2 separate regions of the Mus musculus genome follow, and region 2 is linked to region 1. A link is a contact called in public promoter capture Hi-C data. All regions are on one chromosome and are shown on one strand. The core of a region is the stretch at or near the end of the contact, and the rest is flanking DNA. Distances in the headings are between cores, read along the strand shown. Region 1 holds the start of Cox6b1 (cytochrome c oxidase, subunit 6B1). Region 2 holds the start of Krtdap (keratinocyte differentiation associated protein).

Region 1 (5,344 bases), core at 2,104-4,603:
AGACCCACCATTTAAGCATACCCGTTGCCCTTCCTGAGGACCCAGACTATTCCTAGCAACCACGTGGTGGCCCACAAGCATCTCTAACTCCAGTCCAGGCCCAAACCCTCTACTTACTGCCACAGGCACTAGCACAGACATGGATGCTGTACAACCTCTCTCTCTCTTTCACACTCTCACTTTTTAAAAGCATGATAGGGTTTTCAAGTAGCCCACCATGATCTGAGTGCTAGGGTTTCAGGTGTGCTACCACCACACCAAATTAAATAGCACATTTTGATTTTAAGACACGTGTTTGGGGGCCTTTTTTCCCCCTCGGCGTTTTGAGACAGGGTTTCTCTGTATAGCACAGGCTGTCCTGGAACTAGCTCTGTAGACCAGGTTGGCCCCAAACTCAGAGAGATCTGCCTGCATCTGCCTCCCAAGAGTGCTGAGAATTAAAGCCGTGGGCCACTACTGCCCAGCCCAAGCCTGTGTTTCTTCAGTGCATGGGCAAGGAGGGTGGTCCTGGGCTAAGGGCCCTCACTGAGCAGGGATCAGTGACATTCCATGGCTGGTCCTCGCTTGACCCTTGGAGGTGAACTCTCACTAGCCATACTCGTCTCTGCTACCTCCCTACCTGACCACCCAAGGGTCCCGTCGGGAGGCACATACCCATGACACGGGACAGAGGGACTTGTACACACGCCGGTACCACTCACACACGGAGACATCACCCCCCTTGGCCGTCATTGCCTTCTCACAGCGGTGGAAGTCTGTGAAGAAAAGAGGTTCCAAATCAACCCCGACTAAGCACATTTCAGAGGAAAATCCACAAATGCTTTTTGCTTTAAGATTGCTTATACATACAGAGGGAATGCAAACTTACAAGTACACCATAAAGAGCTATATACGCCTGACCTGGGCAGTTATATAGAACATTCTGGAGCTAGGAATGACAGCAAAGTATGAGGGGCATATATCAGAATTATGGAAGTCCAGACAGGGCTAGGGAAGGGGAAGGTAGTGTTGATCATATCTGAGGAAGACAGGACAGGTACCAGCGGGGTTTTTAATTCTTGTTAATGGTTAGTTTTTTGTTTTTTGTTTTTCTTTGTTGAGGGAAGGTCTCATGGGCTCAAGTAAGGCAGGGGCCCCAAATGTCTCTAGCAAAGAGAGAGGAAAGGGACAGTGTTTAAGACCGGGCCCAAAGCAAGCTGAGAGCAGAGTACTGGCAATATTCATTTTTATCCATGGATTGTGACTATGTCTGAATCAACTTTTTTTTTAAAGATTTATTTATTAATATATCAAGTACACTGTAGCTGTCCTCAGATGCACCAGAAGAGGGCGTCAGATATCATTACGGGTGGCTGTTAAGCCACCATGTGGTTGCTGGGATTTGAACTCAGGACCTTCGGAAGAGCAGTCAGTGCTCTTACCTGCTGAGCCATCTCACCAGCCCCTGAATCAACTGTTTACATACTGTATTTACTTGTATGTTGTGTGTGTATGTGGCACACACATAAGATGTATATGTAATTCATATATACATGTATAATTATATTCTTCAAAAAATTTATTGTTGAGACCAAAGTTTATGACCTGGAGAGCTAGTTTGAGGGGTCGGGCCCTCCAGAGGGTACGTCCAGAGTGAAGGAAACCAGGCTGGAACGCACATGTCCCTGCTCCCCAACTTCCTTTCTGAGGTTGGAGGTACATGGGAGACCCAGGCAGGCCCACTATGGTACTCTGCTTACCCAGGTAGTTCTGCCAACAGTTCTTAGTCTGGTTCTGGTTGGGGAAGCGGCTGTCAAAGGGGGCAGTTTTGTAGTTCTTGATTTTAGTCTTGATGTCTTCAGCCATCCTGACTCCTGGATGCAAACAGAGTGGGAATGTTGGCAACCATTCTGGAGGTGCTGGGTGTGGGGATGTCAGGCCAGAGCAGAATAACAGGCTGAATGTGAATAAACCATTATCTCCCCCTTCTTCACAAACACAGAAAGATGAAGGGCAGGGAAAACCCATATATCTGAGTACAGAAGCCACAGTAGGGTTGGACAGAGGTCTCCTTGGCAAAACCAATCTTCATCCTTAAATTCCAGTTAACGCTCACTGTGTGCACAGCACATACTATGTGTACTCTATACATACCTACCCCATGGCCACTCTAAAAGATATTGCTACCTCTGTTGTCTACACAAGGGACAGGGTGTCTAAATGACTTTCCAAGGTCACACAGCACCCAGTGATAATGCTTCATCCATCACCAGCAAAAACACTGCAAGGATTTTCTGGTGTCACCGGCTAGTTTTCTGGCGTCACACACTCATCTGAGGTCCAATGAACTCAAACTTTGCTCAGAATATGCCTAAATGCATTGTGGGATTGCCTAAGATGTGTCCCCCCCCACCCCGCTCCAAAAAAAAAAAAAAAAAAAAGCTCAAAGGACTTAACAAGTAAAGTACAACTGGAGGTAACCATGACTGAAGATTTGTGACTCTTGTAACTGGCATGTGTCAGGTATCTGTGATTTTGCCTGCTGACAATGGCCCAGGCTACCAAATCTATTGACGTTGCTGCCTCCATTCCTAATGGAAGTAAATACTGGAATTCGATTAGAACCCCACGCAAACCGCCCCCCCCCCAATCATTCAAATACTTTAGCTCCTTGAGTTTTATCGACTTCTCTCAGCTTTGATATGTCTGAAGAGATGACATAGTCAATATCAACAGACCTGAGAGAAACTGTCTCTAGAGCATCTGGGGGACCTTGACACCACAGAGGTGCCAGTGTCAACTGAAGTAGTCCAAACAAGTGGGGTATTTGGGCAGGTTCATTGAAGGAGGCAAGGTGGGCACGGGGGATTTAAAAGACTCAGTGTCGGAAGTAATTTTGGACAATATCTCGAGTTTTGAGAGTTGATCAAAGATGACGCTGAGGGGAAAGACACGAGTCAAGGCGACAGGCTTCGGCCTTGGAACGCGGGTGGCCACGCCTGTGAACTCGCAACTAAAAGCTCCACAGTCCAATTTACTGGGTCTAAATCCGAATTGCCTTATAGCCACGGGTAAGGCGCTTCACACTCCAGCCCCAACGCTATCAAAGGGGACTTGTAGGGCTGAAGGATGGAGTAATAGGGACTGCTTAGAAAGCGACCTAGCCATCATGAAGAAAGGCGGCTATAATGGTTAGCTCCAGGACACCGGACCCGTGGCCGCCGGAAGTTTCTGCTTGGCGTCAGGGAAGCCCCGGGGCGCTTCTCTGCAACGGACAAGGTTCCCCCAGGATCCCGACCCTTCACACTCACCTAAAGATTGTCCCGGAGTAGCGTTACTTCAATGTGACCCTTAGCAAAGACGCCAATGTCAGACGGGAAGCGGAATTCCGACTGGCCGGAAGCTGCGAGAGGAGGAGCCGAGCTGAGTCCTCCGGGCTGCTAGATTGGCCTCGGGAGGCGTGCCCAGAAACCGCTTTGGCCACGCCCACTTCCGAAGAAGCCCGACCTCCTATTGAGCTAAATTTCTGCTTATTATTGTTGCTGGGCCAATCGAGATTTTACTTTGCTCTTAAAAGGCACCTGACGTTCAATTATGGGTTATTATCACCTGCCTGTCCTTCCCAGAGGGAAAAGCATAAGACTGTCTTCAGAGTGGGAATGGAAAAGTGTCACAGATAATCTGTGTTTTGAAATAGGACTTCGCTGTATATCTCAGACTGGCCTCGAAATTTTGATCACAGATTACTAGGTGTTAGGATAACAAGCGTTTACCCCTGTGCCTTGATTCGAAAGTTATTTATATTTATTTATTTGGGTTTTCGGGATAGACAATCTTAGTTTGTGTTTTATTGCAGTGAAGAGACATCATGTCTACGGCAACTCTTTGTTTGTTTGTTTGTTTGTTTGTTTGTTTGTTTTTCGAGACAGGGTTTCTCTGTATAGCCCTGGCTGTCCTGGAACTCACTTTGTAGACCAGGCTGTCCTGGAACTCACTTTGTAGACTCAGAAATCCGCCTGCCTCTGCCTAACTAGTGCTGGAATTAAAGGCATGGGCCACCACGCCCGGTTTATGGCAACTCTTATAAAGGAAAACAATTAAGGGCTGGCTTACAGTTTCAAGTTTCGTCCATTATCATCATAATTGGAAGCAATGTGGTGAATTGCTCTGATCCTTGAGGGTTGCTGTTTCTGCTGCTTTTCTGCATAAACTGGAATCCAGAAGAAGTAGGCTCCAAAGGAAGTACTGGCAAAGCAAGTACCTGTCCCTTCTTCCATTGTCCTTATATAGGCCTCCAGCAGAAGATATGGCCCAGAATAAAAGTGTGCTTCAAGACCTGTAGGAGTCATTCCTCCTAGAGGTCTGGATCAAAAGCCTGTGTCTTCCAGCCTTAAGGTCCAGATTACAGGCATGTTGTCTTCCTGCCTCAAGTCCGGATTACAGGTGTTCCCTATGTTTCTGGATTATAGTTCATTCTATATATAGTCAAGTTGATAATTGAGAGTAGCCATCCACATAGGGGTTCTCTGTGTAGCCCTGGAAACTCATCTATCTATCTATGGGTGTCCTAGAACTCACTCTGTAGGCCAGGCTGGCCTCGAATTTTTATCTGCCTGCCTCTGCCTCCCCGAGTGCTGGGATTAAAGTGCTGACATGGGTTTAAGTTAATAGAAAGTTTTTATTAGGTCTCCAGTGATTACACTAGGTGTTTGGGATCTTGGTGTAGCACCAAGCCCTTTTTAGAGTGAATTTTTACACACAAAACCTGTATTCTGGATTGACATAATTCAGTTCATAAGATAGCTAGCTGGACAGTGGTGGTGCACGCCTTTAATGCCAGCATTTGGGAAGTAGAGGCAGGAGAATCTCTGAGTTTGAGGGCAGCCTGGTTTACAGAATGAGTTCCAGGACAGCTAGGGCTACACAGAGAAACCCTGTTTTAAAAAAGGGGTGGGGGGCTGGCGAGATAGCTCAGTGGGTAAGAGCACTGACTGCTCTTCCTAAGGTCCTGAGTTCAAATCCCAACAACCACATGGTGGCTCACAACCACCCTTAATGAGATCTGACGCCCTCTTCTGGTATATCTGAAGTCAGCTACAGTGTACTTATGTATAATAATAAATAAATCTTTGGGCCGGAGCAAGCAGGGACTGAGTGAGCAGAATTGACAGAGTGAGCAAAAAAAAAAAAAAAAAAAATTCAGTTTCCAGCAACCACATGAAGGCTCATAACCATCTGAACAGATACAGTGTATTCATATACATAAAATAAATAAATAAATCTTTTTTTTTTAAGGCACTGCTGAAAAAAACACAAAGACCTTGCCTTCTTAGGTCCTAAGAGCGTTGTTAGAAGGTGAAAAATG
Region 2 (5,516 bases), core at 612-3,111, 160 kb after region 1:
GACCTGCTTGCAAAAACTTCAGAAAACCCTAGGGGAGGAGCTCCACCCAGCTCCATTTATTCTCTTTCTTGTCCCCTCCAGGAGCATCGGATGCACCTGATGTGCACAGTCACATGGTCATTATGGAAAGAGGGTGTTCCTCAAGGCTGTGTTCTCCCATGGTTTTGGCAAAGTGGAAGACGATCTGTGCCTTTGGGCAAGGCTTCGTGAGGCTGAAGAGGGCACTGGGATATGGGGGCAGCAGGGGACTGCGGTACCAGTCTCTGGGGCTCACAAAGATCCCTCCCACCCTAGGCCTGCCAACTGTGTGCGCTGCCTCAGGTTGGGGTAAGGAACCCAACCCTCAGATAAGGGACTCTGCCAGGACGGTGCTTGCTTGTCTCTGTTCTAGCACCTGCCTGTGACACCGGTTGGGCCATCTGGAACTCATTGCAGAGAAGGTTGCATCATTGTGCTCTTTTGTCACTTTGGGGTGCTCACACTCACATGTTAAGGGTGGGGTGTGAAGTGGGATTGTTCAGGGACATGGAGCAAGTGCTCAGAGGTCATGACAGTTCTGACCCTCCTCCGAGGGTGGGAGTCTCTGGGACATTTGCTTCTGCTTCTTGTGGTTCCCCTCTCCTTGTCTTCTTCAGTCATTTATGTGGAATCCCAGGGCAGGAGCTAGATAATAGGCAGGGTCAGGATCCGGGACCGAGAGAGGAAAGTGCAGAGCTAGGCCCGGGTATGGTTGGGTGCAGTTCTAGTGCTCCTAATCTCCATTGCAGTGTGTGTAGGGCATGGTGCTGGTGGATAGAAAGAGGGTTAATAAATATACAGTTCTCCATCTGGGGATATAGCTCAGTTGATAGAGTGTTTGCCTAACACGCACAAGACCCTGGGTTTGAGTCCCACCATCACATAAACCAGATGTAGTAGTACAAGGTTGCCAGCATGAGGTAGAGGCAGGAGGCTCAAAAGTCCAAGGCCATCCTTGGCTACATAGTGAGTTTGAGGCCAGCTTGCTTAGAAAGCCTTGGAGATGTGTGTGTGTGTGTGTGCGCGCGCGCTCTCCCCATCCATAAACACACACACTACACACACATATATATGTATGAGACTTATCAAGGAAATAAATGAGAAATTAGGGATAATAGAAGCAACAAGGTTGAGTACTGTGAACTGGAGATGAGCAATTGGCATTTTAGGGATAAAGGAACAGTTTGGCCAGTTGTGGTGATGTACGTGAGTCGCCTCAGAGGAGGAGGAGGATCGGGCATTCAAGGTTATCCTTGTCTATACAGTGAATCGGCCGGGGCTACCTGAGACCCTACTACAAAAAAACTGCAAGAAAAGAATGGAAGGAATTGAGGGGAGCGGGAAGATGAGAGACTTGGCCAGATGCCCGGGGGGTGGGGTGGGGGTAGCATGCCGGGTAAGGAGTCCAAGCTATCCAGTGTGGTTTGTACAGGGAGAGAAAAAGTAGCAAGCCGGAGAGGCAGGTGGAGCCTGCAGCATGGAACACACCAGCCTGGCGGCTTTAGATGGATTTGGCAGGGTGGGGGACTCAGAGTGACTGAGAGGGAAAAAGAGAGGAAGGAGGGCTTGCTTGGATGCCAGGTCTTGCAGGGACAGGCTCAACCTGATTCCATCCCATTACCCTATGCATGAACAAGACCCATGGTGGCCTCACCTTGCAAGAGCTTGGGGAGTAATGGGAATTGAGAAATCAAAGATATACTGGGAACAGTGTCTGCCTCCCCCTCCCGGAGCCCCAGGGGTGGGCGACATGATCCGGGGATGAGTCACTAGGGTGGGAACCCTGCTCCCTCTCATAGCCACCCCTTGCTAATATAAAGGGCCATCAGGGAGGCCCCGCCTCAGAGCAGCCCAAACCGGACACCATGAAGATCCCAATTCTTCCCGTCGTGGCTCTCCTCTCTCTTCTGGCATTGCATGCGGTCCAGGGAGCAGCCCTGGGGCATCCCACGATATACCCGGTAATCACACAAGTGCCGGCCTTTTTTAGACCCCGGCTGCCCCCTCAGTGTTGCCCATCCATTCTGTGGAGAAGTGACTCTTATTTGTTGGCTGTGCTTTGGCAGCTAGAGGAGAAGCTGGGGTCTTGAGGAGGGAGGAAAGGAGGAAGGGGAGAGTGTAGGGATGTAGCTTGGTGCAAAAGGAGGGGAAAGACTACTCTGGGAAGAACGGAATGGTTGGGGGGGGGGAGCCGGAAGCTGAGGTAGGTCACTGGGATCCCCCTAATCCAGCTTTCCTTCCTTTCTAATCCTCTGAGTAGCTTTCGGATGGCGGGAGGCTCCCTGCTGGCCCAGATTCCTTAGCATCCCAGCCCCTAGACAGAGAGGACCCCTGTAGTCCCTCTGCTCCTCAGCTGTCCTAAGGGAACAGAGGAATGCTCTTCCTGGCTTTAAACGTCTAAGACAAGGGGCTTGGTGTCAACTGGATTCGAGCAGGTGGCCTTGGGAAAAGCAGGGTCTGCTTGGATCTCAAATGAGCTGGGGGCTTTGGCCAGCCTGTTGCATGAATTTGTACTTATCAGGAATTAGCTGGGTGTAGTGTAGCACCATTGTGACCCCAGCACTTGGGAAGCTGAGACTGGGGGATTAGGAGATTGAGGTTCATTTGGGCTATGTAGTGAAACCTGCCCTTTTTTAAAAAGGCTTTTTTGTTTGTTTGTTTGTTTTTTAAAGATTTTAGTTTTAATTAAGCATGTGCAATGTGTCCGTGTGTGTGCACAGACATGCCAGAGGCGATGGGGGCCTAAACAATGTGCTTAACATCAGAGCTGGAGTTAAAGGGGGTGGTGAGGCCCCTAATGCAGGTGCTGGAAACCAAACTGGGGTCCTCTACAAGGACAGTGGGTGTTCTTAACCTGTGAACCATCCCTTCAGACCCCTCTTGCCTATGTTTAATCCAAATTTAAGACAAATATGTCAAAAATGCTGAGCTCTGAGCACTAGGACCCTGCCCAGAGGGCCACATGCTGGTGACCTCTGTGGTGCAGAGGAGGGAGTAAAGGAGTCCATAAGATGGAGGGACAGAGGGCTTTAGGGATGGAGAAAGTTATATTTACCAAATAGAAGACTTTAGCATTGGTGGCCAGTGAGCCACGTGGTAAACTAGCCACAGCCTACAAGAGGCTGACAGCTTACCTTAGGGGCTTAGTTCATGCTAGTACCCTGGGCTTCGTCAACAAGCATGGGTGTTTTGGCACACAGAAAATCAACAGCCAAACAATACCAGGTGGTTTTGTTAGCTGGGATCTCTTCCCACCTTTCCTACCCACGAATCAGCAACTGGGTGTCCCGGACCAGAATGGAGCTGGCACTGGGGTCCCAGTGAGAGATAATGTACAGGTGCCTCTTGAGGGGCAGTTGGCAGAGGAAGAGGAGAGGAAGGAAGGGTCTTAGGGAGAAGGGCTCACCACTCACAGGCTCCTTTGTCTCTGTCACCCTTTTCAGGAAGATAGCAGCTACAATAATTACCCTACCGCAACAGAGGTAAACACCTGTTTTTCCATTCTTCCGTGTGCATGTGTGTGTGTGAGTGAATATGTGTGTGGTGTCCTGCCTCTGTCCTCCTGGTGGCTTCTCTAACTCCCTGCCTCCCTGCCTTTTATTTTTTATTTTTTTATTTTTTTATTTTTTATTTTTTTTTTTTTTTGCCTAGGGCCTTAACAATGAGTTCCTGAACTTTAAGAGGCTACAGTCTGTGAGTGTCCTCGAGGAACCCCATGCCTTGCCCCACCTCACAGAGACAGCTTGTGAAGTTTCTGGGACCATCTTCACCTTTTCCAGAGGGCTGGGCAATGCTCGGGTGTCCTCTAGAACTAACTAGCTTCTGGTCTCTCTTCCCCCACTCCCCACAGGCCTTTCAGTCAGAAAACTTCCTGAACTGGCACGTCATCACTGATGTAAGTGTTGGGCTGTAACTGAGAGCCAGGTGTGGTGAAGCATGCCTGTAATTCCGGCATTCGAGTGCCTGGGGCGGGAGGATTGTGAGTTCAAGGCCAGCCTGGGGTACATAGTTAAGGTCCTCAAGAAAAGACTGAGGATTCTCTAAATCAGGAAAGCTGAATCATTGACCTAGCGAGACCTAGCATGTGTACCTCTTGACTGTGCTGTCTGTGTGATCCCTCACAAACGGCTCTGGTTCTGTGAGCCTTGGTGTCTTCATCTGCATAGTGAGCATGGAGACAATGGTTTCCTGAAGAGGTTGCTGTCACGCCTAAATAAAAGCATGTTTGCACAGCAACTAGTACCAAGCCCACACAGAATGAGGCTTCCAGAACGTGGGCGCTTCCCGTGGTGATAAGCTAATAGCACTGTACCACACTGGTGAGCACCCTGTGTGACGGCTGATTCCTGTTCATTCAGTACTTACTGGTCCTTGCTCATCTGACGCATGTTCACTGATCCCCATACTCAGTCAGAAGTGTTTACTGATCCTTGTTCACTCGCTGCGTTTTTTACTGGTTCCCGCTCATTCACTGAGTGCTTACCTGAACCCCTCCCCTTCTTTTAGATGTTCAAAAATGCATTTCCTTTCATTAACTGGGACTTCTTCCCTAAGGTAAGAATGGTATATATTCCGAGGTTAGGGAGAATGGGGTGAGAGAAGAAGTGGGGGATGGGGGGAGGGGAGAGGGGAGCGGAAAGGGGGCGGGAGACGACGATGAATGGAGGATGAACCCCCTTCCCCCCCGCCGCCCCCGTCTCAGAACCATCTTAGCTACTATATTCAGATGGCAACGGAAACCTAGACCAGGCTGAGAACCCTTTCCCATCAAAGCCCCACCCAACCCTGGCTCCATTATGGGGGTTCCAACCCGGGGTGAGGGGGTCCACAATCTCAACCCCCACCCCTTGCCCTCCAGGTGAAAGGACTGAGAAGTGCCGCTCCTGATTCCCAGTGACCATTCTCTTTAAGACCTAGGACCTAGGCTGAGCCCAGTAGAAGAGGAGGCAAGCATGGAATCTGAAGTCCATCCTACGACAAATCTTCCTTGCCTCAGTTCCCCCAATAAAGTGTTTTCCACTCAAGTGGCTCCTGAATCTGTGTTTCTGTCCTTATCCTACCTGGCTCAGGAGTTCTAAGGCTGGTAGGGAGAACCCTGAGTTCTTTGAGGTTGGTAAGGAGGTAGATGGGAAGTGGTAAGGGAAATGGGAAGGTACGGAGTCCATCTTGCACAGTGAGCTAATCTCCTGCGTCAAGTTTCTAGAGCTTGTTCACGAGTTAGTTACCTGCCACAGAACCACCTGTCCGACAACAAGGGATGGGAGCGTTTAAGAGGTGAAGAAACCAGGCGCTCTTAGGTGTGAGGGATGGTGATTGGAGGTGAGGGATGTGACGTCATCAACGATCTGCACGTGCAATTCCCAGGCTCTTCATAGCTCCCCTGTTCAGAGAACGGTGTGTTAGCGTCACCTGTGGGTGAGGCTTTTGACTCTTTGACCACAAGGCACCTGTGCAGGCCCAAGTAAAGAGACTGGCAGCTTCGATTGGTTTGAGCCAGA

Evidence for each region. Capture Hi-C pulls out chosen DNA fragments and counts their contacts.
Region 2: a contact with region 1 is called in a promoter capture Hi-C map of liver. The contact joins the promoter of Krtdap here to the promoter of Cox6b1 in region 1. A contact is called at or near these places in 8 of 39 promoter capture datasets (the C10 cell line, the HPC-7 cell line, cranial neural crest and 4 more), 4 of 115 datasets of contacts at active chromatin or transcription factors (bone marrow-derived macrophages and embryonic stem cells) and 3 of 9 other capture datasets (adipose tissue, liver and pancreatic islet).

What each region holds. Positions count from the first base shown.
Region 1 is chr7:30,622,761-30,628,104 of GRCm38.p6, forward strand. Cox6b1 (cytochrome c oxidase, subunit 6B1) reads right to left here and starts at 3,354. Exons shown (of 4, transcript NM_025628.3): 1 at 3,291-3,354; 2 at 1,740-1,853; 3 at 655-755. The coding sequence starts at 1,845.
Region 2 is chr7:30,786,044-30,791,559 of GRCm38.p6, forward strand. Krtdap (keratinocyte differentiation associated protein) reads left to right here and starts at 1,862. Exons shown (of 6, transcript NM_001033131.4): 1 at 1,862-1,979; 2 at 3,462-3,500; 3 at 3,670-3,711; 4 at 3,869-3,913; 5 at 4,525-4,572; 6 at 4,877-5,046. The coding sequence starts at 1,884. The coding sequence ends at 4,915.